Linked DNA regions of Mus musculus: all the other regions are linked to region 1. A link is a contact called in public HiChIP or PLAC-seq, Micro-C and promoter capture Hi-C data. All regions are on one chromosome and are shown on one strand. Each heading gives the region's core, a stretch centred on a gene start, on an enhancer-like site or on the middle of the called end of the contact. The rest is flanking DNA. Distances are from core to core; before and after follow the strand shown.

Region 1 (2,628 bases), core at 44-2,543:
CTATATTATTAATGATTATTGACATGGATGGGCCAGTCACACATACACACACACATACAATCTATAAATAAAAGTATTCTTTTTTTCCCCCACTCTGTAATCTTTTCTTTTTTTTTTTTAAGAGAGAAAATGGGAGTGTACCATAATTTGGCTAAACGCATCAAGGCAGATTTAGGGGTGTAGTCATTTTTCTGTTGAAAGCAAGGCTGTGATAAAGACTTGTATTATAGGGGTACACAATTGGATCCCATTTGCTTCCTCCTTTCTGAGTAGCCTGCATTACTCAAGGACCCGATAGCCTGAAATACCACTAAGCAGCTGTCAACAGGGAACCAGGCCTTCATCTAACACGTGATGGTGTTTTCCACTGATGCCTGAAAGACAGCATCTGAGCCAGATCCGTGGAGGGAGGTTTTTGGAGATTTGCTGTCTCATACCTTGCCTTCCCCCTCACCCCCACTGCCCCATGGACTCGAGCCAATGAGTGCATAAAGGTCTTCCAAATCTTTTCATTCCTAGCCATAAAGGCAGCAGACACAGCTAGTTAAACACTTTGTCCATGGAGCAGATGGGTGAAAAACGTAGGTCCATTGAGGGCATTACTCTGCTTTTCCACTCCAAAATCCAGAGTTTGCCGGAGCAGCTCCAGCCTACAGTTGACAAAGTGTAGAATTCCCTCACCGAGGTCTTTCCAGAGGTCATCCCTGAATTTACAGCGATCCCCATCTGGAGTATGCTAATGAATCTGGTGCTTCTGGTAGACCAGCGTGGTATTAAGATCCTTCGCATCTTGACTCCTGGGGGCCCCCTCTAGGGACCCAGCCAAGAATTCAGCCTGTACTTCAACCAAAATTTCTCTTCACACTTTTTCGCAGCAGTAATCCCGCAGTCAAAGTTTATAGAAACTTACACAGGCTGGTGAGAACCTGACCTCTAGAATAGGATCCCCGAAGCGCCACATGGTGGAAGGAGAGAACCAATTCCCCCCAAGCTGTCTTGGGCTCCCACCCACACCTCTTGGCATAGCTCCACTCCACTTAATAAATAGGTGTAACGTATCTCTACAAGACTTGGACTGTAGCACGTGGTCTCGCATGCTCCTGCAGAACTTCAAGTTGGAGTTGCATCTCGGAATTAGATTAGAGGCAGTACAAGTCTAAAGCGCAGCCTGCTCAAACCAGGTGAGCAGGAGCACAACCCAGCTCCTGAGCGCCTAGCCAGGGGCGGGGCCGCGCGTCCCGCCCAGGAGCCGCGTCACCGCCAAGCGCGCCGCCGAGGCGGGAGGGAGGGAGGGGGTGAGAGAAGGAGGGCGGCGCGGCGGCGCGCATCTGTAGCCGGCTCCCGGGCTATGGCTGGGTGGGCCGGGTTTGAGCTCTCGGCCCTGAACCCCCTGCGGACGCTGTGGCTGGCGCTGGCCGCCGCCTTCCTGTTCGCGCTGCTGCTGCAGCTGGCGCCCGCCAGGCTGCTGCCGAGCTGCGCGCTCTTCCAGGACCTGCTCCGCTACGGGAAGACCAAGCAGTCCGGCTCGCGGCGCCCCGCCGTCTGCAGGGCCTTCGATGTCCCCAAGAGGTAACGTCGGTGGCGGGGCGCGCCCGGCAGGGGGCAACAGAGGCGGCGCAGGCACGTGAGCCAGGGGCTGTCCCCGAGCCGTCCCCGGAAATGACAGAGCATCTCAAGTTGGCCCGGCCCCCAGGGAGCCGCCCTGACTTCTTTACCCCCAGTTTTCCGCTTCCCCTCCCCAGAACTTGAGGTCGTGGAAATTCATGGACTTGGAGGCAAGTTCTTCCTCGATTTCCGCAGTTCTCAGCCCGATCTGTCACAGTCAAGAAAGAAGTCCAGAGTGTGCTCCCCTGGGGCTGTGCAGACATCACTAACCTGCATCTCCACAGGTGCTCTGGCAAACTAGCCCAGTATGCCCTGCCCCAACCCATCCCGGAAGGCTCAGTAACCAAGTTGTGAAATACTAAAATCTTCCGGGGTACATATGGACTCCGCTGAGAATATGTGAGACCCGCCACATGGCTTTCCTTTCCTTTTCTTTCTTTCTTTCTTTTTTTTTTTTTTTTAACTCCACGATGAATTCAGTATGTAGATGGAGAAGTCATCTTAACACAGTATTCTAGATAATAAAGCTGTGTCATTTTTTTTTATGAAATTCATCACGCATTTGCATTTAGAATTGAATTGGAAGGAATGTGATGGGTTCTGACGGATTCATCTAGATTGCTTTAGAAATCTGTAGCCGTTGCCCACCTCTGCAGATGGCGGTGGGGCTATCAACTGGCCCCAGCTATGTCCTGACTGTTGGAGGGGGTCTTTCAGGGGGTTAGTGTGAGAGCAGAGTACCATGTCATTGTGAAGAATGAATGGTAAAGAGATTAAGACCCGGAAGAACTCTTCCTTAGAGGCCCAATTTTAAGACCATCCTACCGTCCTCTTATCCTCGGGTTTGATTGGCCTATATCCCTTATGCTATATAGCAATTTATTTTCTGACTTTTGAGAGAGGTTCTAGTGTCCCCAGAGTTCAAAGCACACTTAAAAATCACTTATACTCAGTCTCTCTGGATGGGACTCCTCAGCTGCTACACTCAAGTCTGCCTTTGTGTGACAGCCAAGAAAGAGGTGG
Region 2 (2,628 bases), core at 54-2,553, 940 kb before region 1:
GTGCAGGCAGGTTTATGTGCTTCACATTCGACAGCCTCCTGGTATCTCATCAGATAAATTAGTGCAATTAATTAATGCAGATTATTCTCTTAATAATTGGAAAATAGGCCCCCTGTTTCAGAATAACTCCCAATTTCAGATAGCCAAATGACCTCAGAGTGAGACCGCCTACAGATCCAGGCCTGTATCCTTCAGCACAAGGCTGTTCATTGAGTATTGGCTCCACCTTGGTTCAGCCCAGGAAGGAGCTGGATTCCTGGGAATAATAACATGTCTGTCTGAACAGCAGCTACACAGTTCCGTCCTCTAACAGACAGTCCTGTCTAATTTATCTGCTCTAGTGTTTTCGTTTTTTTTTTTAATTAGGGGATTAAAAACTTCTAAAATGTACCATTTACACTTCTTTTGAGTCTTGCAATAAGCTTTTAAATATTCCTACCAAGGCAGGGAAGACATCTCATAGGTGTAGAAACGAAGGACCCCAAGACTAATGTAACGATAGCACTAGGATTAGCAATTCCAAATATATGAATTCCACTATTATTTGCATGATGAGCCAGAAAGAAAGCAAGAGATACTGAGAATATCAGCATGCAGAAGTAGCTTGCCTGGATCCTTTGATTTTTCAAAGACAAGTGATGGACAAGTTCAGCCTGGAGAAACTACTCTATGTGTTTGTAATCAGAGCCTTTCTTTTTCAGGCTGAAATACACCAGGTCTAATAATGGCCATTGTGATTTTAATAGTGGCGTGCTTCATGAAAAGCAACTCAGGAAAATGGCCTACCCTATGAGAATCCATCATAAGCCTGGCAATTTCCCTCAGGATAACAGCAACAGAAATGTTTCATTATCTTCAACTCCAAATACACATAAAGGCTAAATCCAACAGCATATAATGGTAGCAGTGTTTATAATAGAGACAATTGTTTCATCTCATAGGAAAATGTGTGTGAAAGTATATGTGTGTTCTTAATTAGCTGTCTATAGCATCCTGTCCCACCTGGAGACATGAGTAGCACCCACGTCCTAAAGTATAATGGCGATAACTTCCCAACTAAGTTCATATGCCAGTAATGGTCCATCATTCATACAAAGAGGAGGGAGACGTTGAGGACAGATGAGGGGAACATATTTGCTTCCCCTGCCCCAATTCTGGTTTATAGGCTAATTGGAATTTTTAAAAGCTTTGCCACATTAGCCCGGCAGATGGCATTTTGCTTCATCATTGTTCATGGGTATTAATGACTTCCCCCTGGAGCTTGTGCATCCTGTCTGTTTTGAATTTCATCACATTTCACACGAACTGCTCCAAACAGAATCAGAACCAGGCTTTTCTCTGCAGAGACTGGGCTGGAGATTGGTTTGGTCTATGTAAGTTGGAAGCCTGATCAGGATGAAGCTGAAATAAAAGGAGGCTTTTGTGGGCCTGGGCTTGGCTCTTCTGTCGTCTCACGCATGTTTTGTTTAGCTGGCTCTCCCAACGGGCTCCCGGTTGAATCAGGTGTATACAGAGCCACTTCCAGAGTGAATGCATCCTCATGAGTCTGGGATGATCACACCTCTTTTCTTCCTCCCTCAAAAGGCTGTGTTTGGTTTTCCCATGAGAGCACGGTGCTAGGCCAGCCACAGGAAGCCATTTTTAAAATTAATTCTCTCCAAGAATATTTATTATAGAACAGACTCCTCTTTGTGTAGTTGATCTCTAAAATGTGTAGGCCTAAATGAGGAAGCTTGCAGACTTTTTTCCAACCAGCTCATGATCCAAGGGGACCATTACATCACATAGAACAGCAGGATAGAACATCGCGGTTGGAGACCACACGCCTTGCTTGGAGTAATGAGAAGTGTAAGGTAGTGTAAGAACCCAGAGTGCTGCTCGCTGAGTGCTGTTCACTGAGTGCTGCTCGCTGAGTGCTGCTCGCTGAGTGCTGCTCGCTGAGTGCTGCTAGCTGAGTGCTGTTCACTGAGTGCACCCGATGAAGCTGAAGCTTTTCCGCATGTGGGGAATACACATAGGCAAGGGGCCGAGGGCTGGGAGCTGGCAGCTTTGTCTATTTCAGATGCTATCTTTGTTCTAGTTCCGGACAGTTCCAAGGCATCTGCATATCTCTTTCCACACTTATCCCTCCAGGTTTCAACTGTACTGAGCAGGGCATTGGTTTAGGCCCTGGGATTCAGCAATTATTACAGACGATAAAACCGCTGCATTGTGTCTATAGTGCCTCCCCCACAGCACAGGACAGCACTGTTAGAGTTACAAAGGCAGTGTCTCTCTCTGGGGGCAGAGGCTGTCAGGCTTGCTTGCAGCTTATTGTAGAGTCTAGAATTTCTCTTGTAAAAAAGGGATTTTTACGCTAGTGTGTGTGTGGTATGGTGTGTTTGGTGTGTGTGTGTGGTATGGTGTGTGTGTGTGTGTGTGTTGTGGTGTGTGTACATGTGTAGGTATGTGTAAGTGAGTATACTATGTACCTGCAGAGGTCAGAAGTCTTGGATCCACTGATGCTGAGGTTAGAGGCCATTGTGAGCTGCTGAGTGTGACTGGAGCTGAAGTCAAAGGTCATTTTGAGCCACTCAATTGAGTGTGGATGGAAATTGAACTTGGGTCCTCTGCAAGAGCAGAATACAC
Region 3 (2,628 bases), core at 40-2,539, 830 kb after region 1:
AGTGTACTTTTTAAAAACTTGACATTTTGTCTGTGGCTTCTCCAGCTTCTTCCTTCCCAGTAACCATTAGGTGAGCGGCTTAGGGCCACTACGACATGATTTCCATCATGATGAAGCACCTCACTGAGGTTCCAAAGCAACAAAGCCAACCTACTGTGGCTGAAATCTATGAAATCATGACCCAAAAGAAACTCTTTTAAGTTCAGTCTGATGTATCATACTGACCACACATATGACAATCAGCTAGCGTTTCAGCACTTGACTCAGGCAAGAAACAGGAAGTAGATAGGTGGTTTAAAACCTAAGTAGCAACATTAAGAGAACATTAGGTTGAGTCTAGGGGAAGTGAAGGAAGGTTTGGTTCAGGTCTCCCAGGTAGTAAGCAAAGTAAATAAGGTCTCTGGTCTTAGGACTATAGGTCGTTCAAAGAGAGGGGACTTAAGGATCAATACTCAGGAATAGAGAGCCTTGTAGATGGTGTAATCTTGTAGAGGGTGTAGCTGAATGCTAAGACCACTTACATAGTATGCACGGGTCTTCTCCACAAGGAAGTCGAGCCTTGGAAGCAGAATGTGTACTGGCTAGGCTGCAAGAACAGGTTTCCTTAAAGTACATTAAGGAAGGCCTCCAGGACGTAGTTTATTGTATGACATCTACCTAAGTCAATATACTCACCTCAGAACCTGGTCCTTCTCATCTCCTCGGGCTTCCAGCCCACACTGCTCCTGAAACTAGATCTCAAAGGGAGGTTAAACAGTGCCGTTCACTGTATTTTTGTCAGTCCCAGACCTATCTTCACTTCTAGATTTAGTCCCAGGTTCTAATCACCGCTCGTGTCCTAAAATGGCAATCCCGAAGCACCCATGAGCAGCTGTGGCTCTACCTGCCGCCTTCAAGAGCCTCTCTACGGTTCCTTAAATTAGGTACCCCTCCTACCACCCGAAGAACCGGGAGTTTTCTCTCCCAAAGACTGTCGCCCGGCCACAGTCGGAGCACAGGGGTCTCCCCAGAATGCCGGCGGCTTGGGGCTAACAGTTTCGGCGAGCGCCTTCTGAATCTGACCCCTCCTACCTCCAGTCACCTTTGGATTAGGAGTAAGGGCGTCAGGCAAACAAATGTCTTGCCGCAAGACAGAAAAAATTAAAAACCGATTTCTGACGCTAGCTCTGGGACAGACCAGCTCGCGACTCCCGGCCGCCTAGCAACCATCAACTTCCTCCTTCGCCGAGCCAACTTCGAGATCCTCTTCCGGGGCAGAGGTCGCCCTGCTCCTCCCACCCCCCTCCCCCACCTCACCCCCACCTCCTCCAAGATGGCGAGCGGCGGCAGTGGTGGGGTGTCAGTCCCTGCGCTGTGGAGTGAGGTGAACCGTTATGGGCAGAACAGCGACTTCACGCGTGCCCTCAAGACTGTCAACAAGAGTAAGTGTCCCGGCGGCCCGGGTTGTCGGGAGGAGGACATCTCCTGGGTCGAGCGTGCGACCCCTCGGCACAGCGCGGAGGGGGATCGCTGCGTCCTCAGGCTCGGCCCCAAGCCCGGGGGCGGGTCGCTGTCCCACGGCCACCGGCGGCCCGAGCTCGGTCGCTTAAGGCCACGTGTACTTCCCTCTGTCCCCGCGAGACCGGGCGCGAGGGGGAGGGGGGACTTAAAGAGACCATGGCGTCCGGAACCGCTTCCCAAAATGTTTTTCGTGTCGTCTCCGCGGCGGGATTTTGCAAAGATGTCAGATTGACTTTTCTTCGTTCATCTTGAGTGAAGGGATCAGGACAGTGTCATGGAGGAAACTTGTTGACTGGGGCTGGGGCCGGGGAAGGAAACCTGTCTGGACACGTAGCATCCGCTCTGTTGCAGACAAGGTGGAAGCGTTGCAGATTGGAAAGGTGTGAATATCAAGTCGTTATTCATTTCCACGCACAAAGTCTTCCCCGTAGTGTTTAGCCAGAGAGTGAGTGAGTGAGCGTCCCAACATTTAAAATAACGTAAGGAAACTAACCTGCATTTTTAGCCCCCATAAGTTATAATTTCAAATTTTAGTTGCCTTCAGTATGAGATTCCATAAGTTGTTATTCATCACTATGTGCCTGTAATATGGCCGTGCTATATTTTGTACAGTAGATACACCTGTGTGTGTCAGGTTTGGTGATGTAACTATGAAACCCTTCAGCTGTACAAAGCCCCAGTTACATAAAGGCTATCACAGTAATATACACTTTAAACCTTCGGGTTCCTGAGTTCCTATAAAAGTAGTGACAGTGGCCACAGTGCATTAAGGAAGACAGCTACTAATTAGAATTGATGATTGCCAAACTTACTTGAATTCACTTTAGCCCTTCAGTGGGCCTACAACCAATATTTAGTATCGGTATAAAACTCTGTAGCACTTCTTTGATCAGCCAAGACTGTCCCTTCAGCCCTGTCTATTAATTTCTAGAAGTCCCTTCGACGACTCGTAAAGTGAGAATTGGATTCCTGTGGTTGACTAGGAGCGAGGGGAACCATGGTCCTAGTCATTTTGACACTTGACACGCTGTTGGCATAGAGCCGTGGCCGCCTGAGTTCTTTGTATTTCCCTTTGATCTCTTTATGGGAAAGGGAAATTTTGAATATTTCTTTAGAACACTCTAAAGA
Region 4 (2,628 bases), core at 53-2,552, 760 kb before region 1:
AGAGGGCTTCTGTGTTTGTCTTGAGGATTGCATTTCTCCCCTCACTCCAGTGGACAGTAGGCTGTCTGTCCTCCCCCTCCCCCATAGGAATGGATTGTAGGGTTTTATAATATTTCTTACATATTTTTAAATGCTTTTTTGCTTGTGCTTCTAATCTGCGTAGAATGTGTCTGGTTATAGTGTATAGACTGTGCCTGTTATTTTTCTCCTATAGAGCTTGTTATGACATTTATTTGAAGTATAATAGGCTGCAGCCCCAAAGCTTGAATTTGTAATGCCCTTTTGCCTAGACAGTATCAATTTATCTCAGCAGAATCGTTGAGATATATACAAAGTCAGGCCTTATGTTCCCATTGCACAAATGCAGAAATGGGGCACTATGGTTTGGATAAGTGTCAATCAAAGGTCCTGTGTGACAAATTTGGTCCCCAGACCATGCACTATAAGGAGGAGATGGAATCTTTAGGGGGTGGGGTCATTATAGATTTTTACTTGAAAGGGACTTTGAGTCTTGGGTCCCTGCTTTCCTAGTTATCAAAGGTTCAGCACCTCCTCTGTCATGTACAAAACTGACTGGAAACAAACCTTTCTGAATCCTTTCGGTTGGGTTACCTTGAATAATTTGTAACAGTAACAGAAAGCTAGCACAGAGGAGAACTCTGGGAAGGGCAGAACAGGGCAGGGCAAGGATGGTTGAGTAGACATGTTCTGAATTAAGCACCAACATTCATAGTTACGCTGAAGCTGAGCAACATTCATAGTTACACTGAAGCTGCGATACTCCTTAGAGTCTACCATGCTTTCTTACTTATAACATCTAAGATGCTATGGAGAAACTCTGTGGTGAGTCAGCATTGCATCTGTGACTTAAGTCTTGGGATGTTTCATCAAAACCTTGTCACTGGTAGTCTTACCTCCTAGCTTTCAGAGTCTCTGACAGAGCTCAGCAACTCACTCTTTGTATAGAAAACTCTCCTGTGTAGAGCTTTCATTTCCACCCCTCAGAGGCTGTTCTTCTCCTCCCATCAGACTTCATCCTCCTAGGGATGAGAGATCTGCACACTGGAGGGTGGTAGTGATGGTGCTTCTGTTTGGTCTTTTCTTGGATTTTATGGCCTTCATTTCCCTCCAAGCTGTGTGGAATTGAAGAAAATACAGTTGGCCTGAACCCTGGAGCCATCTGTTCAACCTGTTTAAGATATTGGTGGTTGACTGTTTACTAAATAGACTTCCCTGAGTGACAGCCCAAAGGCTGGGGCCCTGGCCCTGGTTAATCATTACACAGTTAACAAACAGTTGGGGCCCTTGCTGGCGTTGTTATCATTGCGTTCAGACGCGCTGTTCTGTACCCTGCCATCAGCTACAGAACAAAAGAGGGACTGGGTGGCGTGTTTACCATAAGGATTTCCAGCAGGCTGAGCTCGACACACCCAAGCAGCACTAGGCATGTCCACAGTACGGTAGATGTGACATGTGTGATTTTATTGTTGACTTTCTCTTTGCCAGCACACGTGGGGGTCTAACGTTGGCTGGGAAGCGGGGCTCCAGGGTGGAGCAAAGGTTTAATGTTGTTGACGGTTTAATGCCCGAGAGCCATTGCTTTAGTGATCCCTCTCCCTGGAGACTTTTGCCCTTTTCCTAATCCTTTGCATAAACACTGCCTTGAAAACAGCTTATGAGGCAGCAGCACAGGCATGTGAAACTGTTGGTAAACAGTCATTGTGAATAATATTTACTCATAGTAGGATCCGGAGTCTCCCTTTCTCTTTGATGGGCTTTGCCAGCTGATACGGAGCTCTGGAAAGCCCCACAAACAACTGAGCCCCCCCCTCTGCCTGCTTCTTGGGGCAGATCAGAGTTCATGACAGAAATGGCAATTTAGCCTTGAGGATGGAAATGAAACATCTCTCAACATTCCTGCATACCAAGCGGCAATCTCGACTTGATGAAAGGATCTAAAAATAGGAAAATACTCATGAAGCCAGAAAGTTGGACACAGACAGGGTGAGCCATAGTGAGGAGCGGGGAGAAAAATGGCTTTGGAGGTGAACGTCCACCAGATCCTGGGGAGGCACTAGTCACTCTCCTTCACCCACGGACTTGGTTTTCTTCCTGTCCTCAAATAAACTAAGAAGCAAAACTTGGTTACTGTGATGATTTGTGTATGTTTGGCCCAGCCAGTGGCACTAGTAGAAGGTGTGGCCCTGTAAGAGTAGGTGTGTCACTGTGAGTGTGGGCTTTAAGACCCTCATCCTAGCTGCCTGGAAGCCAGTATTCTGCTAGCAGCCTTCAGATGAAGATGCAGACCTCTCAGCTCTGCCTGCACCATGCCTGCCTGGATGCTGCCATGTTCCTCCCTTAATGATAATGGACTGAACCTCTGAACCTGTAAGCCAGCCCCAATGAAATGTTGTCCTTCTGAGAGTTGCCTTGGTCATAGTGTCTGTTCACAGTGGCAAAACCCCTAACTAAGACAGTAAAAGAACAGGGTTTTCTTTATAGTTTGGTCAAACTGGGGAAAAAAAGACCTTATTTCTTCCCCCATGGTGTCTATGATAGTCTTACAGCCAGTACACAGGAAATCATGAGACAAAAGGCCAGAGGAAGTGTGTAGACTTAGTTGTGAGG
Region 5 (2,628 bases), core at 73-2,572, 570 kb before region 1:
CCCCCGGATAGCCACAGTGACTGTGAAATGTCCCTAGGTAGAAATTGTCTTAAGAGAATTACTTTAGGAGTTGGAGAGTTGGGTCAATTAGTTAAGAACAAGAAAGTTGGCGCATGACTTTAATCCCAGCACTTGGGAGGCAGAGGCAGGCGAATTTCTGAGTTCGAGGCAGCCTGGTCTACAAAGTGAGTTCCAGGACAGCCAGTAACCCTGTCTCGAAACAAACAAACAAACAAACAAAGAAACAAACAAAGAACAAGAGTAGTTGGGCTCCAGGCACCCACAAGATGATACACAAGCATCCGTAACTCTAGTTTCAGGAGATCTGACATCCTTCTGACCTCCCTGGGCACTAGTCACACACGTGGCACACACACATATTCATGTAAGTAAAACACTCATACACATTAAAAAAAAACTTTAAAAGGAAATTATTTTGCTTTTATCTTGCTCCTAAGGCAGACCACAGTCGGATCGAGTTGGGGAAAGGGGGACTCAGAGGGGATGGGGCGGGGGGGGGGTGTTGAGGGTGAGATTAAAAAAATAATTAACACAAGAGAAAAGGCACCCAAATGCAAATAGGTTTTAAAAACCGAGTTTCAAAGCTAACTCCTTCACAGGATGCCTCTGTAGTCCACTGGCCCAGTTTCCACAAGTCTCAGCAGGAGCTTGGCTGGGTGGAGGTCCACGCTGGCCAATAGAAATCAGCTGTATTCTTACAGGTTTCGCAGCAGGTGGAGAAACTGAGCATGAAAAATTACTTAAACGTGGGCTCGGTCTTTTACTGAGGTCAGGGGTGCCACGATCCGTCCTCCTCTACCAACAGGAACAGAAATAAATGTTGGGGACCCAGTTTCCTAATCCCTTCGCCCGGCAATCCCGACTAGTAACACCTCCACCATAAGCCGAATATATTCTCCCCGCTCCGGAGCTTGCTGGAGGGACCGGTGGTTGTCCTTTATTGTCTAGGGAGCACCTGCCAGGTGGCTGGCCCGTACCTAATGCGCTCGTGGCGCTGGGCTTCACAAAGCGCGGGCAGCACCTGCGTGGCCAGCCAGCCGCCTGGACTGAAGGACCACCGATGGAGGGAGAGTGCTAGGAGGAAGAGGATCCAGGGTGGAGGGCCTGTGGGGGCTCCTGGTCTTAGAGGGCACAGCGCCCCCGGGATCAGCTTATTGCAGCCCGAGAGCCCCGGGCACTAGGCAGCGGGAGGGAGTGCGACCCGGGCGGGAGAAGGGAGGGGCGTGGCCACGAGCTGGGAGGAGGGCTGGAGGAGGGGCTGTCGCGCGCCGCTAGTGGCTCTGGGGGCTCGGCTTTGCCGCGCTCGGTGCACTTGGGCGAGAGCTGTAGCAGAGAGAGGAGCTCAGAGTCTAGCGCAGCCACCGCGATGAGAGGCGCTCGCGGCGCCTGGGATCTGCTCTGCGTCCTGTTGGTCCTGCTCCGTGGCCAGACAGGTGGGAAAGAGCGGCAGACAAGAGGACTGCACCCTCTGTGGGCGCAGCCCGGGTCCGGGAGGGGTGCCACCTGGGTGCGTCCGGAGTGGTAGCTGTTGGCTTTTCCCATGCCTACCACCTCGAAGGTGGTAGGCGGCCGCGGGACTCTGGTGGCCCGCCTCGCTCACCTGAGCTGAGAGACCTCAGCCCGGGTGGTGGAGACCCGGGGCCGAGGGTCTTCTGGGAACCCAGGCAGCGAGCTGCAGGCTGCGGGCGAGTTTGGTGATGCTTTTGTGCCGACTGCGCGCGGGTGGCAGGGGCGGGCGGCCTCGGGCTTCGCACCGAGAGCGTCCTCTCTCCGAGCGAGGTGCGGCCACGGCTTCCTTTTTGTTAAAAGTTGCGCGTGGGTGACCGACGCCTGGGACAACCAGCCCACGGGTCCCGGACACACGCCGGGCAAAGTTGGAGAGCCTTTTCTTGCGGCCGCTGCTTCCCCACCTCGGGCGCTCTTTGTGCACAGTGCTGGGGACGCAACTGCAGCCGCTCTCATCGTGCGCGGCGCCACCCGAGGAGACGAATCTCGGGCTTGCTTGCCCCCACCCAACTCCGTTTTTTGCACGGGGAGCACGCGGCGTGAGGCTCTGGGGCGGGACCCCACGAGCCTGTAGGTGGCGGCTATGGGGACAACTTGAGCCGGGCGTGTGGCGAGCAGCCGCTAGGTTGCAGACTTTTTCCTTTTGTAAATCTCGTGCTAGGGGCTCGCCCCTCTCTGCAGCCGCACGGTGTTCGTTGCTGCCACGCGCCAGGGAGCTGCTGTAGCCTACGTTGGTCGCCAGCTTCTGGGAATCAGGGACTGCGTGCGGGGACGCAGCTGTTCTTGCCACCTCGTGCGCGCTGGACCAGGACCGAGTCAGTTCTCCCCAGCTTTGGAAACCTCTGGTTTCAGTGTATGCGACTTGTAATCGCAGGTGGCCGTTTTTTTTTTTTTTTTTTTTTTTTGGAGGGGAATCCCGAGATCCAGAAACCCTCTCCCACGTGATAGCCATACTCAGGGCTGCCTGGGGAGGCTAGGGGGTGGGGGAGAAGGGGTAAGCTTTCTGCAAATAGCATTTGTTTCTTCAAGCTGTTGGGAAAATCTTGTTACCTTTTGCAGGGTAACTTGGGTCTCAAGATCTTAAGGTTCCGGAGCTCCTCA

Evidence for each region. Promoter capture Hi-C pulls out the DNA fragments that hold promoters and counts their contacts. A called contact is a pair of places that touch in the nucleus more often than the background predicts. HiChIP or PLAC-seq counts read pairs in DNA pulled down with a chosen protein or histone mark.
Region 2: a contact with region 1 is called in a promoter capture Hi-C map of hippocampal neurons, with 6 times the contacts expected there. The contact joins the enhancer-like site here to the promoter of Srd5a3 in region 1. A contact is called at or near these places in 6 of 39 promoter capture datasets (the 3T3-L1 cell line, cranial neural crest, embryonic stem cells and 2 more), 15 of 484 Hi-C or Micro-C datasets (the HPC-7 cell line, LSK cells, cerebellar granule neurons and 7 more), 10 of 115 datasets of contacts at active chromatin or transcription factors (astrocytes, bone marrow-derived dendritic cells, craniofacial prominence and 6 more) and 3 of 9 other capture datasets (adipose tissue, embryonic stem cells and liver).
Region 3: an H3K4me3 HiChIP or PLAC-seq map of bone marrow-derived macrophages shows a contact between it and region 1, with 4 times the contacts expected there. The contact joins the promoter of Srp72 here to the promoter of Srd5a3 in region 1. A contact is called at or near these places in 2 of 39 promoter capture datasets (liver and pre-B cells), 1 of 115 datasets of contacts at active chromatin or transcription factors (bone marrow-derived macrophages) and 1 of 9 other capture datasets (adipose tissue).
Region 4: an H3K27ac HiChIP or PLAC-seq map of extraembryonic endoderm stem cells shows a contact between it and region 1, with 5 times the contacts expected there. The contact joins the enhancer-like site here to the promoter of Srd5a3 in region 1. A contact is called at or near these places in 4 of 39 promoter capture datasets (the 3T3-L1 cell line, embryonic stem cells, hippocampal neurons and 1 more), 1 of 484 Hi-C or Micro-C datasets (embryonic stem cells), 6 of 115 datasets of contacts at active chromatin or transcription factors (embryonic stem cells, extraembryonic endoderm stem cells, neural tube and 3 more) and 1 of 9 other capture datasets (embryonic stem cells).
Region 5: a Micro-C map of embryonic stem cells shows a contact between it and region 1, with 2.6 times the contacts expected there. The contact joins the promoter of Kit here to the promoter of Srd5a3 in region 1. A contact is called at or near these places in 6 of 39 promoter capture datasets (embryonic stem cells, hematopoietic stem and progenitor cells, hippocampal neurons and 2 more), 5 of 484 Hi-C or Micro-C datasets (the HPC-7 cell line, LSK cells, cerebellum and 2 more), 6 of 115 datasets of contacts at active chromatin or transcription factors (embryonic forebrain, embryonic hindbrain, embryonic stem cells and 3 more) and 1 of 9 other capture datasets (embryonic stem cells).

Annotation. Positions count from the first base shown.
Region 1 is chr5:76,138,980-76,141,607 of GRCm38.p6, forward strand. It overlaps Srd5a3 (steroid 5 alpha-reductase 3), which reads left to right and starts at 1,294. Exons shown (of 6, transcript NM_020611.4): 1 at 1,294-1,569. The coding sequence starts at 1,349.
Region 2 is chr5:75,198,673-75,201,300 of GRCm38.p6, forward strand. No RefSeq gene overlaps it. Among named protein-coding and RNA genes, the nearest start is that of Mir7025, 23 kb to the left of the region's middle. Within about 2 kb of position 1,304, at least 9 of the 459 cell types and tissues checked have an H3K27ac peak or open chromatin away from gene starts, as enhancers often do. A contact at or near this core is called in the HPC-7 cell line and hippocampal neurons, where this site is marked.
Region 3 is chr5:76,973,412-76,976,039 of GRCm38.p6, forward strand. It overlaps Srp72 (signal recognition particle 72), which reads left to right and starts at 1,290. Exons shown (of 19, transcript NM_025691.1): 1 at 1,290-1,421. The coding sequence starts at 1,313.
Region 4 is chr5:75,376,154-75,378,781 of GRCm38.p6, forward strand. No RefSeq gene overlaps it. Among named protein-coding and RNA genes, the nearest start is that of Gm24502, 180 kb to the right of the region's middle. Within about 2 kb of position 1,303, at least 71 of the 459 cell types and tissues checked have an H3K27ac peak or open chromatin away from gene starts, as enhancers often do. A contact at or near this core is called in extraembryonic endoderm stem cells and liver, where this site is marked.
Region 5 is chr5:75,573,665-75,576,292 of GRCm38.p6, forward strand. Kit (KIT proto-oncogene receptor tyrosine kinase) reads left to right here and starts at 1,323. Exons shown (of 21, transcript NM_001122733.1): 1 at 1,323-1,454. The coding sequence starts at 1,388.